2 separate regions of the Macaca mulatta genome follow, and region 1 is linked to region 2. Evidence: chromatin contacts called from public Hi-C data. All regions are on one chromosome and are shown on one strand. The core of a region is the stretch at or near the end of the contact, and the rest is flanking DNA. Distances in the headings are between cores, read along the strand shown.

Region 1 (6,576 bases), core at 2,234-4,733, 230 kb after region 2:
GGGCAACATGCAGGAACCTAACTGGGAGGCTGAGGTGGGAGGAACGCTTGAGCCTGTGAGTTCAAGGCTGCAGTCGGCTGTGATCGCACCATTGTACTCCGGCTTGGGCAACAGAGCGAGACCCTATCTCAAAAGCAAAACAAAACACCAGCCTGGCCAACATGGTGAAACCCTGTCTCTACTAAAAATTCAAAAATTAGCTGGGTGCGGTAGCACATGCCTGTAATTCCAGCTACTCAGGAGGCTGAGGCAGAAGAATCGCTTGAACCCGGGAGGCCCAGGTTGCAGTGAGCCAAGATCGTGCTACTGCACTGCAGCCTGGGCGACAGAGCAAGACTCCGTCTCAAAAATAAAGAACCAACCCCCACCCGCAAAACAACAACACAAAACCCTTGTGGGCAAAGAAAAAGAAGTTTGTGGGTGGGTTAAGGGCTGCCTCTTTTTTTTTTTTTTTGAGACAGGGTCTTGCACTGTTGCCCAGGCTGGAGTCTAGTGGCATGATCACAGCTGACTATCACAGCTCACCGCAGCCTCCACCTCCTAGGCTCAAGCAATTCTCCTACCTCAGTTTCCCAAGTAGGTGGGACTACAGGTGCACACCACCACGCCTGGCTAATTTTTTATTTTTATTTTTATTTTTTTTGAGACGGAGTCTCACTCTGCCGCCCAGGCTGGAGTGCAGTGGCCGGATCTCAGCTCACTACAAGCTCCGCCTCCCGGATTTACGCCATTCTCCTGCCTCAGCCTCCCGAGTAGCTGGGACTACAGGCGCCCGCCACCTCGCCTGGCTAGTTTTTTGTATTTTTTAGTAGAGACGGGGTTTCACCATGTTAGCCAGGATGGTCTCAATCTCCTGACCTCGTGATCCGCCCGTCTCGGCCTCCCAAAGTGCTGGGATTACAGGCTTGAGCCACCGTGCCCGGCCTTAATTTTTTAATTTTTTGTAGAGATGAGGTTGTTGCCTGCCCAGGCGTGTTTCGAACTCCTGGCCTGAACCCATTCTCCTGCCTTGGTTTCCCACGCCCGCATACAGTCCTCACAAAAGACTGTGGGCTGTGAGTCTAGATGGCCTGAGTTAGAATCCCCTGTGCCACCTACTGGCTGTGGGTGATGTTGGGGGAATTGGTCACAGCTTTGTGCCTCAGTTTCCTCATCTGTGAGTTAAGACAGCACAGGTCGCTACCTCATAGGATGTGTAGTCAGAAGGTGAATAAAGATAAAACACTGGGCCAGGCACACAGTGGCTCATGCCTGTGATCCCAGCACTCTGAGAGACTGAGGCAGGAGGATCACTTGAGCCCAGGAGTTTCAGACCAGCCTAGGCAACATAGTGAGACCCCCAACTCTACAAAAAATTAAAAAATTAATCAGGTGTGGTGGTGTGCACCTGTGGGCCCAGGTACTTGGGAGGCTGAGGAAGGAGGATCGCTTGAGCCCAGGAGGCCAAGGCCACAGACAGCTATGATCCCATCACTGCACTCCAGCCTGGGCGACAGAGTGAGATTCTGTCTCAAAAATAAATAAATAAATAAAATAAAGAGACCCTGTTTTATAAATAAACAAACAAAAAAATTAAACAATAAAAGTACTGGGGCATGGTGGATGTTTAATATATTTTACCTATCATTACTATTACCAGTGTGGGAGTCCCTTGACTCTGAGAATCCAAGCAAGGAAACCTCTAGCTAAGGACCCCTCTGCCTCTTTTATGAGGCAGGGTCCCACTCTGATACCCAGGCTTGAATGCAGAGACACGATATTGGCTCACTGCAACTTCCGCCTCCCAGGCTTGGGTGATTCTCCTGTCTCAGCCTCCTAAGTAGCTGGGACTACAGGCCCATGCCACCACGCCCAGCTAATTTTTGTATTTTTAGTAAAAATGAGGTTTCACGATTTTGCTCAGGCTGGTCTTGGACTCCTGGGCTCAAGTGATTCCCCCACCTCAGCCTTCCAAAGTACTGGGATTACAGGCATGAACCACTGGGCCCGGTCTGGACCCCTTTTTTTTTTTTTTTGAGAGGAAGTCTCGCTCTGTCACCCAGGCTGGAGTGCGGTGGCACGATCTTGGCTCACTGCGACCTATGCCTCCCAGGTTCAAGCGATTCTCCTGCCTCAGTCTCCTGAGTAGCTAGGGCTACAGGCATGTGCCACCATGCCTGGCTAATTTTTGTGGGGTTTTTTTTTTCTGTTTTTCGGTTTTTTTTTTTTGAGATGGAGTCTCACCGTTGCCCAGGCTTGAGTGCAGTGGTGCGATATCTTGGCTCACTTGCAACCTCCGCCTCCCAGGTTCAAGTAATTCTCCTGCCTCAGCCTCCTGAGTAGCTGGGACTACAGGCATGCACCACCACTTTTGGATAATTTTTGTATTTTTAATAGAGACAGGGTTTTGCCATGTTGGCCAGGCTGGTCTCGAACTCCTGACCCCAGGTGATCCACCTGCCTAGGCCTCCCGAAGTGCTGGGATTCCAGGCCTGAGCCACTGAACCCGGCCCAGGACCCCTATTTTTATGGGGCCAGGATGCCTGCATTCTCTTCTGGGAAGGATCATCAGCCCTATGTTCAAAAACCATGATGCCTGAATCCAGTTTGGGTAGAGACGACCAGTCCCTGTGTTCATGGGGTCAGGATGCCCAGGTCTCCTTCTGGGAGGAAGACAGCTGGTGTCTATTTGCACAGATGCTCATGGTGAGGCCGTGGTCTCAAACTGGTGGCCCACAGGGCGGCCACGAGTGTGTTTTCTTGACTGTGAAGTTTCTTATTTTGAACGTTAATGCCTCTCCCACGGGCTCACAGCACAGAGGAACGATAACGTGCCCGGGCGCTGGAGTCATTTGAACCCGACATGGGTTCAAATTATGACCTTGAGCAAGCAGCTTCCCTGCTCTGTGCCTCAGTTTCCCTCTCTGTCCAAAAGGGATCGGCACAGGCAGGACCAAAAATATTGTGAAGATGAAATGAGTTCGTATTTGTAACATACTTAGAATAGTGCCCGGAGGTAGTAAGCCGGATGTGAAGTGTTGGTGAGACAAAATAGAGCTGGTTGACTGCAGACCTAAAACCGTCTCATCTCCAAGATCTTGTCTGCCATTCTGGGGAAGCAGATTTCGCAGCCTGGGGAGAGGGAGTTGGGAAGGACTTAACTTTTCACTGCAGGGTCTGAGTCCTGGCTTTCCGCGGTGGGGAGGGGGTCTCCCGGGTCCCCTCGGTGTGGTCGACCCTGCAGGCCCGGAGGCTGGACCGGGGCCGGGTGGGGGCTGGGCGGGGGCGCGGGCGTCCGCAGGGTCCGAGCGGCCGGCGCGCGTGTGAAGGTTACCGCTTCCCGGCGGGGCGGGGGCCGCGCGCTGTTGCTGGGGTCTGCGGGGCCTGCCTGCGCCCGCGCCCCCCTTCCTTCCCGGCCAGCCAGTGAGCGGTACCCGCCGCCGTTGCCAGGGGAAACTCGCCGCCCCGTTACCCAGCAACAAGCCTGGCCCAACCAGGCGCGAGGACCCCCTAGGCCCCGCCCGCCGCTGCCCACCGCGTGCCCAATGCCAGGCGGGCAGAGCCGGCCCAGCTCCCGGAGACGGCGAGCGAGCTCATTGGCCACCGCCGCGTCCGCCCGGATCTGGGGGAGCCCTCGGCACGGGGGGCGGGGAGCCGGGCCCCGGGGAGCTGCCGGGCGCGCGGCCTGCAAACCTGCGACCGGCTGGGTGATACCCGGGCTGTGCACCATCCACCTCCCTGCTCCCCTGCCCCGCACTCTCGGGTGAGGATGGGCAGTTGGGATGGGTTGGAAACGGGGTTGCGCATTCTGTTCCTACTCCCAGAATGGCAACCTGGAGTTGGCCTTGTGCAAACAGACACCAAGGGCCCTCCTCCCACAAGGAGACCTGAGCACCCTGACTCCATGAAGACAGGGACTGGTTGTTCCCCCGCCCCACCCCGCAAAACAGGATTAGGTATGGTGGCTCTTGAACATAGCGGCTGAAGTTCCCTTCCAGAATCGAACCCAGGCGTCCTGACCCTATAAAAATAGGGGTGTCACTGCACCCCCAAAGGACGCAGGCATGCCTGAACCCGTGAAAACAAGGATATGAACCCCCTCCTCTTAGGAGATGCAGATGTCCCAGCTCCGGGACACAAAAACTGAGGGTCCCCCCAGAAGGGGACACAGCCATGTCTGATCCCAGGAAAACTAGGGCTAAACATCCCACTTCCACAAGAAACGCGGACTCAGGCCTTTGGGCTCCCGACCCTAAGATGTCACAGAGCTCCTGGGCATCTTGGCCCTCACCACACTGATGATGGGAGACACTCCTGCCCCTAACAGTCACCAGACCCTCAGGCATCCAATTTACCTAGGTGGGACCACCTGCCCAGCCCCAGGGTGCAGACCTGCCCACTTCCCACCCCTATGAGCCCTTTTCTCCGGAGTCCAGGTGGTTGATCTCCCAGGACGTGGGCATCGGACTTCAGAGTCGCTCTCCTTACCTGTTGGCACCGACCCCCCACCCTGCGCCAGGGTCCCAGGCCTCATAGTGCCAAGGACCCCAGAAGTCCAAGCCCCGGGTCTCAGATTCCCCAGACACTTGGTCAAGCGACCCAGCCCCTCACAGTGGTGTAGCTGGGGACGAGGGGGTAGTGGAGAGGTTAGGGGGCCCTCCCCAGTCCCAGACCCCCAGGTCTGGAAGATCCAGCCCTGCAGCACCTTTACTTGGCCCCGTGGATCCGGACTGGGAGCCCCCAGTCTCGAGAGACCCTAACGTGCATGGCTGGGCCACTTCAGAGAGGCCCAATTCCTCAGTCCCCTCCCTCCCCGGGAGACCTAAGGCAGCGCCGCCTGCAGCTCCAGATCCCAGCTCCAGACTTGGTGAGCCCAGGTGCGGCCCGCCCCTACCCTGGTACCTGGCGGGGCGGAGTTGAGGATTACTCAGCCTCCAGAATGAGGCGATGACATCATCCTGGGGGGGGGAGTTGACTAATGGCCGCGCTGGGGGGGGGCGGGGAAGTTTACCCGGTAACAGCGGCTGCCGCACGGCCCCGCCCCCGGGGAAGGGCTGGGAGGGGGAGGCACAGCCCGCGCTGGCGCACACACACACGCACACGCACACACACACACACACACAGCGCATCCCTCCCCCACCGTCCCACATCTAACACAGCTTCCTGGGGCAAGGGCAGGGATGGGCGGGTTGGGTGTTTGTGTGACTGTGTGTGTGCTGGAGTCCTCTGTAGGTCTATGTTAGTGTGCTGTTGTGTCGGGGGTTCACACATTATGGTGGTGGTTGTGTCAGTGTGTGCTATTGTGTGTCACTTGATGGATTGTGTGTCAGTGTGATGGTGTGTGTCAGCATGCTACATTTGTCACAATGCTACATGTCATGGGCTGCTGTGACAATGTGATTGTGTGTCAGTGTACAATTGTGTGATGTTCTGGTGTGCTGTGTGTGATCATGATGGTGTGATGTGTGTGGTTCTGTGCAGCACGCTGGTCTGGCAGTGAGATGTGTGTGCCCATGTGATTGTGTCTCTGTCATGCTGGGATTGTATGTGTGTCAGAGTGATGTTGTGTTAGGAGGAAGATTTGTGAAGGTGCTATGTCACACTGTACTGTCCTGTTGTCGTGGTTGGATGTGTTTGTGTAATGCTGTGTCACTGGGGTTGTGTGTGTATGTCGTGGTGATGGTGTGCACATGTATACAATGCTGTGTGTATGTGGGATTGTGTGCCACTGAGTGTGTCAGTGGTACTTGTGTTGTGGGTGGTGGGACTGTGATTGTGTCACTGTGACAGTGTGTGACCATGTGCTGTGCTGGGTGTCGGGGGAAGATGTGCATACATCCTACTGTTATTGTGTGTGCCTGGACAATGTGGTGCGTGGTGGGACTGTGGGTGTGTGTCACATTGTGATTTTGTCTGAAAAGCATGTCTGTGGGACTGTGTATCACCGACAGTATGTGCCTGTGAAATGCTGTGTGTCACTGTGGTTGTGTGTCATTTTGGTTGTGTGATGTTGTGTGTCCATGGAACTGTGTATGTGTCTAATAGATTGTGTGTGTGCAATATTGTGTCTCACTGTGATTGAATGTGTCACTGTTGCGATTGTATCACTGTGATCTAGTGAGTGTGTTGGGACCAATTTGTTGTGGGATTATGAGTGTCACTGCATTGATTGTATGTCACTGATACTGTGTTTCAGGGTGATGTTGTGTGTTCAAGGGACTGTGCATAACTCATGGAGATTGCATGTGCCTGGGCAGCACTGTGTGGACCTGTGGTTGTGGGTCTGGGGAGTGCTATGTGTCCTGGGACTGTCTGTGTCACTGAGGTTTTTTGTTTTTTGAGACGGAGTTTTGCTATTGTTGTCCAAGTTGGAGTGCAGTGGCAGTGATCTTGGCTCATTGCAACCTCCACCTCCCGGGTTCAAGCGAATCTCCTGCCTCAGACTCCCAAGTAGCTGGGACTACAGGTGCATACCACCACGCCCAGCTAATTTCGTATTTTTAGTAGAGACGGGGCTTCACCACGTTGGTTAGGCTGGTCTCGAACTCCCGACCTCAAGTGATCCACCTGCCTCGGCCTCCCAAAATGCTGGGATTA
Region 2 (6,401 bases), core at 2,808-5,307:
TAGGACCTCCCAGCAGACTGAAGAAGGCCTGGCTTGGACACCTGGGTCCCTGTCTTCTGTGCGAGGTGCTACAACCCCTCAGTTCCCATTTATGATCTAATGGGGAGCTTGGATGTCAGGGTTCCCGTCCCTGCGGCGGGGGATGGAGATAAGACGCCAGGATCCTGGTCTCTGGAGCTCCTTAGAGGGCTGGATCCTGGTCCCTGACGAGGGAGGAGTATGTCCCCCTTGTAGGGCGGGTTGGGTTTGGATGCGAGGTCCCAGCCCTGTGTGGGGAGAGTGTGCTGACACCCAGGGTTCTCTCGCGGAAAGGGAGGGTCTCGAATTTGCATCCCTGGAGGGAGCACTGGTGTCTGAGTCTCCACTCGTACAGGGGGCTCGGGTGCAGGGTACCCGTCTTGTCCCGAGGGGCTTCTGGGGCACTAGCTGCCTCCTGAAGGGGTGTAGAGACAGTGCCCGGACTCCGGTGTTCCCCTCTTGGGGTGGGGAAGCTCCGATCCGAGGTTCTCATTCTGACCCCCGACGTTACCATGGGGCGAGGGAACTCGGACCCCAGGGTAGCTGGGCCCCCTACCAGGGAAAAGCGAGCGGGGCGGGTCCGGGGGCGGAGACGCGGCGGGCGGGGCTCCGGCAGACCCCGCCCCCGCCCGCCAGCGCTGGCCGCGCGTCTCCAAGTCTGCGAGGCCGAGGTGGGCGCCGAGAGCCAGGCGCCACAGCCCGCGCGTCTCGCTGCGCCCCGCGCGCCCCGGGGTCTATGGAGCGGCCCCTCCACGCCGCCCGGCCGGCCCCACGCCGCGCCCGGAGCTTGCTCTGCGGCCAAGTAACCGGACTGGCGGTCCTGCGGGTAGGGGAAGCTTGCAGGCTGGCAGGAGGGGGACTTCTGGGTCCCGGAGGAATGGGGGGCTGGAACTCCAGTGTCCTGGGGGCTACGGGGTCGGGACGAGGGTATCCCGAGGCTGGGGGAAGGGGCGCACGGGTGTTTGGGTCCTGGAGAAATCTGGGGCTGGGAGACCTGGACGCGGGGGTCTGGGGCATCTGGACACCTGGCTGGGAGGTTTGGGGGCGGCCTGGTACCAGCATTTAGGGGGTGTTCTGAGCGCCTGGTCCTGGAGGAATGAAGACCTAACTGCAAACGTTCCTGGTTCTAGGGCATCAGGAGACCAGGACACCTGGTCCCTGCGTGTCGGGTCAATCCTGGGGGCGTCCTGGGGCAGAAGCTGTGGCGGCTGCGTCTGGGGCTGGGGCTGGCGCGCCGGGGTCTTCAGGGAGGAAGTTGTGGTCGTGGGGCTGTGGCGGTCCGGACACCTGGCGCCACCCCGAGAGGCTGGGGGTGATCCCTGGGCAGGACACAGGATGGGGGTCCCTGCCCTCTGCCCCCTGCCTCCTTAGCCCAGCCAGGGAAACAGACTGCAGATTCGCGGAGTCCAGACTCCGGTGATGGGCTTGGGGGGCGGGTCCCCGGGGCAGAGGGCTCCGGGGGCTGGAGCGGTGCGTACCTGGCCCGGGAGGCGCCCGCCCCCCGCCCGGCTTGGGCATGCTTGGCACGCAGCGCGCGGGCCGGTTCGATCCGTATGCGCGCCGCGTGCGCCCATTGGTATGCGGGAGCCGGCCCGGCGCGGGCGTGAGGCGGGCGCGCTGGCGGGCGGCGCGGGGGAGGCGGCGGCGGGGCACGTCCTCACCCGGAGCGCCAGCCCCGGGCCGGCTAGGGTGGGAGCTGCGGCCTCTGGACCGAGGCCTCCAGGGAGGGGAAACTGAGGCACCATCCAGCCCCCGTCCCCAGCTCCTTGCTGGGACCCTGAGCCCCGCACGGATCTCAGTTTCCCTAGGTCTCCCGAGGGCACTGAGCGCTGCCTCTGACCCCCTCCTGCTGCAGGAGACTCGGGACTCGGAGCCCGCCTGAGCAAGCCCCCCGGAGATGGCGGCCCCCTATCCCGGCAGTGGCGGCGGAAGCGAGGTCAAATGCGTGGGAGGCCGCGGCGCCAGCGTCCCGTGGGACTTTCTACCCGGGCTGATGGTCAAGGCGCCGTCCGGACCATGGTGAGCAAAGCCCCGCCCTCCTGGCCGCGGCCCCGCCCCCGGGGAGGCGTCCCCGGGACCAATTCACACCCGATGTTCTGTCTCCATGCCAAGGGGCAGTTCACACCCAGCTCCCTGCCCCGCCCCTTGGGGCTGGGTCTTACCTTGAGTTAACTACCGTCCTGAGCCCGCTCTCCTGCGTTCAGCTTCTAGTCCCGGTCCTCGGAATTCACGCCCAACATCTTTAATCTCTCGCCCTTCCTCCTCCTTCCCCCAAGAATTGACACTCGAGGTTCTGTCCCTGGGCCGAAGTGTAGAATCCACACTCCGGTCTGCTCCCACCTGCAGAGGTGTAGAATCCACTCCCAATGTCCGGTCCCGTTCCCAAGGCCCCGGGAGGCGGGGCTCGCCCCCAGTTCCCACGCCCCTGAGCCCCGGGACCCCGCAGACACCTCCTCCGCGCCGCCCGCCCAGCCTGCAGGCGCAGCGCAAGGAGAAGTCCCGGAACGCGGCGCGCTCGCGGCGCGGGAAAGAGAACCTGGAGTTCTTCGAGCTGGCCAAGCTTCTCCCGCTGCCCGGCGCCATCTCGAGCCAGCTGGACAAGGCTTCCATCGTGCGCCTCAGCGTCACCTACCTCCGCCTGCGCCGGTTCGCCGCGCTGGGGGCGCCCCCCTGGGGGCTGAGAGCCGCGGGGCCGCCAGCTGGCCTCGGTGAGTGCGCATGCGCGGTGCAAGGGTCCCAGGGCCCCGGTGGCCAAGTCACTGCAGCCCGGGTCTGAGCTGCGGATCTGCCCTCTCCCAGATGCTTGTCTCTGGAGTCAGCCAGGACTTTTGCGTGCCCCTATCAGGTGGCTTCTGCTCTTCAAGCCTCAGTTTATTAAACTGTCAAATGGGCGCCAGAGGTTGGGAAGATTTCGTGAATTCTGCCCTAAACAAGGTCCTGGCAGTGCTAGGGGTCACTGGTAAATGCTATTCCTGTATTTTATTAGGAGAGAGGAATCATTATTACAACCAAAGAGACTCCCAGCTGCATGAGCGGGACAGAGGAGACCCACCCTGACTTGGGACGCCCACTCGCTAATGGGCGAGAGACCCTGGAGCCAGACCTGAGGGGCCCCAGAGGGGACGCAAGGACTGTACAGTCTGGGCCCCCAGTTGGAGGAGCAAGAGGGAGATAGTGTGATGTGGCGGATGAGATGGGGAACTTCGGGAAGATGCCCCATGTTGCTGTCGCCGCGCAGCCACCCCCCAGATTTGCCACCCCGGGCAGGTCGCCTCACTTCTCTGTGCCTTAATGTGAAGTGGGACAAACGGTCCAACCTCCCCCAGGGGGCTGAGCAGAGAATCAACCAGGTCATATTTGCAAAGTCCCTGGAAGTGCCTAGCTCAGAGCAAGCCACCGCTATGCTGCCAATGCTGTTAGCAGCAGTGACCTGCAGGGCTGCTGGAGGGGTTCGGGGCGTGGAGGAGGGGGCGGTGGGGGCTGCCGCTTTTGGAGCATTTCCTGCCTGTCTGGCACTTTTCTGAGCGCTGGGATCCAGCAGGAGAAACAAACTAGACAGAAGTCCCTGCCCCGGAGCGGCTGGCATCCTAGTGGCCAAGGCACAATAAAGAAATAGGCAAAGTAGTATAATCTAGAATATGTAAAAATATAAACTCTGTAAGATACAGATAAATATCTAAGTTTATTATTATTACTCAGACTTTATTATTGAGACATAGAAGTGTTGTTATGTTGTTATTATTACTTCTATTTTATGTGTTTGTTACAGCTTTGCGGTTATGAGGATAAGGTGTGAGTGGTGTTTATCTGAAGTCTCAGGGCACCCCAGGCTACCCCTGTCCCCACCCCTCCAGGAGAAGAGGGTGTCCTTAGGGTGGGGTTGGAGGGGCTCCAATTCCCCTCCTGCCCCGTCCCAGGGGAAGAGGGGGGAGAGAAAATAGCATTGATTAAGCTCGCAATAAATCACCATTTAAATTTAAATAATCCGGCTTCCCAGGCGGTAATTAGGCGAATTGACTGGCGCGGAGAGAATGCGGCATTAGCGCCGCTGATTACTGTCATTACCGCGAACAACATGTGCGCCGGCGGGGGATAAACATCTTGTCTATTGTCCCCGAGCTGGAGGGGGGGAAGGCGGGGGCTAAGAGAGCCCCGGCGGCGTCCAGCCCCCCATTACCTGGATGGGCATTCCGGGGCTCAGAGGCATCAGGGGCTGGCTGAGGTCACAGCACTGACGTGGCACAGCATGGACTTAATCGACCCCATTTGGGCCACGGTGCCAAGTGGAAGTAGGGTCAGGACAGTGTGGGGGTGCTTGGTACTGCGTGGACTCCTATAGTCCCAAAATTGGGAAATCGGGGATCAGGGGCATTTCTAGCTCTACAGAGTCCCTAACAAGAGGCCAAGCACCTGCTTCCATAGTTCAGAGGAGGAGCTGAGGACAGCGTTTTAGCTGAAGCCACAGAGCAGAGCAGTCGGTCACACTCTCTGAAGGGGAGGGGACTCCCATGCCCTCCTCAGTAATAAGCTGGGCACCATGGCTCACATCCGTAATCCCAGCACTTTGGGGCGCCAAGGTGGGAGGATCGCTTTAGGCCAGGAGTTCGAGACCAGCCAGGGCAACATAGCAAAACCCTGGGCAATATAACAAAACCCTGTCCCTCCAAAAATAAAAATACTGGCCGAGTGAGCGCAGTGGCTCACGCCTGTAATCCCAGCACTTTGGGAGGCCAAGGCGGGCAGATCACGAGGTCAGGAGTTCGAGACCATCCTGGCCAACATGGTAAAACCCCGTCTCTACTAAAATACAAAGAATTAGCTGGGCACGGTGGCATGTGCCTGTAGTCCCCGCTACTCAGTAGGCTGAGGCAGGGGAATTGCTTGAACCCAGGAGGCGAAGATTGCAGTGAGCCGAGATCGCGCCACTGCACTCCAGACTGGTGACAGAGCAAGATTCTGTCTCAAAAAATATATAAAATAAAAATAAATAAATAAATAAATAAATAAATAAATAAATAAGTCAGGTTTGGTGGCGCCCGCCTGTGGTCCCTGATACTGAAGAGGCTGAGGTGGGAGGATTGCTTGAGCTGAGGAGGTTGAGGCTGCAGTGAGTCGTGATCGGGCCACTGCACTCCAGCCTGGGCAACAGAGCAAGACCCAGTACCTAAAATAATAACAACAATAGTGATCATATAGAATGTATGCATCAGACCCTGTGATAAGCCCTGTATACAAAATAACTCTTTTTCAGAGGGAGGCACTATCATGGTTCCCAAGTTACAGATGTGTTTGCCCAAAGTCACACAGCTGGGATTCAAACCCAGATGACCTGGCCCCAACCTCTCAACCATCATATGTGGTCTGTAGGTCTACAGGAATGGGTTCTAGGTCTCTGCCTCGCTAAGCCTCAGTCCACCATCTGCGAAATGGGACAACAGATGTTTGAGTCTAGCCCTGAGCGTCTGAGTCTGGAGAGGAGACAGCCTAAATCTCACGTCAGCATCCCCCATTCCTTTTTTTTTTTTTTTTTTTAACGCAGTTTTGTTCTTGTTGCCCAGGCTGGAGTGCAGTGGTACAACCTCTGCCTCCAGGGTTCAAGCAATTCTCCTGACTCAACCTCCTGAATAGCTAGGATTACAGGTGCCCGCCACCACGCCCAGCTAATTTTTTGTATTTTTAGTAGAGGGGGGGTTTCACCATGTTGGCCAGGCTGGTCTCGAACTCCTAACCTCCTTATCCTCCCAAAGTGCTGGGATTGCAGGCATGAGCCACCGCGCCCGGCTTTTACGGCCTTCTTTCTTCCCATAGCACTTATTGTCATCTGACACTCTGTATTTATCTTGTTATTTTGTGTCATTCACTAACAGCCCCTTGGTTGCTGAGCCTGGAATAGCATCTGGGACACAATGAGGGCTTACTAAATTGTTGAGTGACTGTGGCAGTTGAGGGAAGGAGGGGTGACATCTTTATTTATTTATTTATTTATTTATTTATTTATTTATAGACGGAGTTTCACTCTTGTTGCCCAGACTGGAGTACAATGGTATGACCTCGGCTCACCGCAACCTCCACCTCCTGGGTTCAAGTGATTCTCCTGCTTCAGCCTCCCTAGTAGCTGCGATTACAGGCATGTGCCACCACGCCCGGCTAGTTTTGTATTTTTAGTAGAGACGGGGTTTCTCCATGTTGGTCAGACTGGTCTCGAACTCCCGACCTCAGGTGATCCACCCGCCCCAGCCTCCCGAAGTGCTGGGATTACAGGCATGAGCCACCGCGCCTGGCCCTTTTTAAATTTTTTTGAGACAGGGTCTTGCTCTGTCGCCCAGGCTGGAATGCAGTGGTACTATCTTGGTTCACTGCAGCCTCTGCCTGCTGGGCTCAAG

Evidence for each region. Hi-C and Micro-C count contacts between places; a contact is called where the count stands out from the background.
Region 1: a contact with region 2 is called in a Hi-C map of fetal cortex germinal zone, with 2.3 times the contacts expected there. The contact joins two enhancer-like sites. A contact is called at or near these places in 3 of 14 Hi-C or Micro-C datasets (fetal cortex germinal zone, fetal cortical plate and liver).

What each region holds. Positions count from the first base shown.
Region 1 is chr19:59,727,653-59,734,228 of T2T-MMU8v2.0, forward strand. No RefSeq gene overlaps it. Among named protein-coding and RNA genes, the nearest start is that of BBC3, 7.5 kb to the left of the region's middle. Within about 2 kb of position 3,484, at least 22 of the 40 cell types and tissues checked have an H3K27ac peak or open chromatin away from gene starts, as enhancers often do. A contact at or near this core is called in fetal cortex germinal zone, where this site is marked.
Region 2 is chr19:59,500,719-59,507,119 of T2T-MMU8v2.0, forward strand. NPAS1 (neuronal PAS domain protein 1) reads left to right here. Exons shown (of 13, transcript XM_077980601.1): 3 at 1,874-2,037; 4 at 2,491-2,726. The coding sequence starts at 1,916. Among named protein-coding and RNA genes, the nearest start is that of NPAS1, 14 kb to the left of the region's middle. Within about 2 kb of position 4,058, at least 4 of the 40 cell types and tissues checked have an H3K27ac peak or open chromatin away from gene starts, as enhancers often do. A contact at or near this core is called in fetal cortex germinal zone, where this site is marked.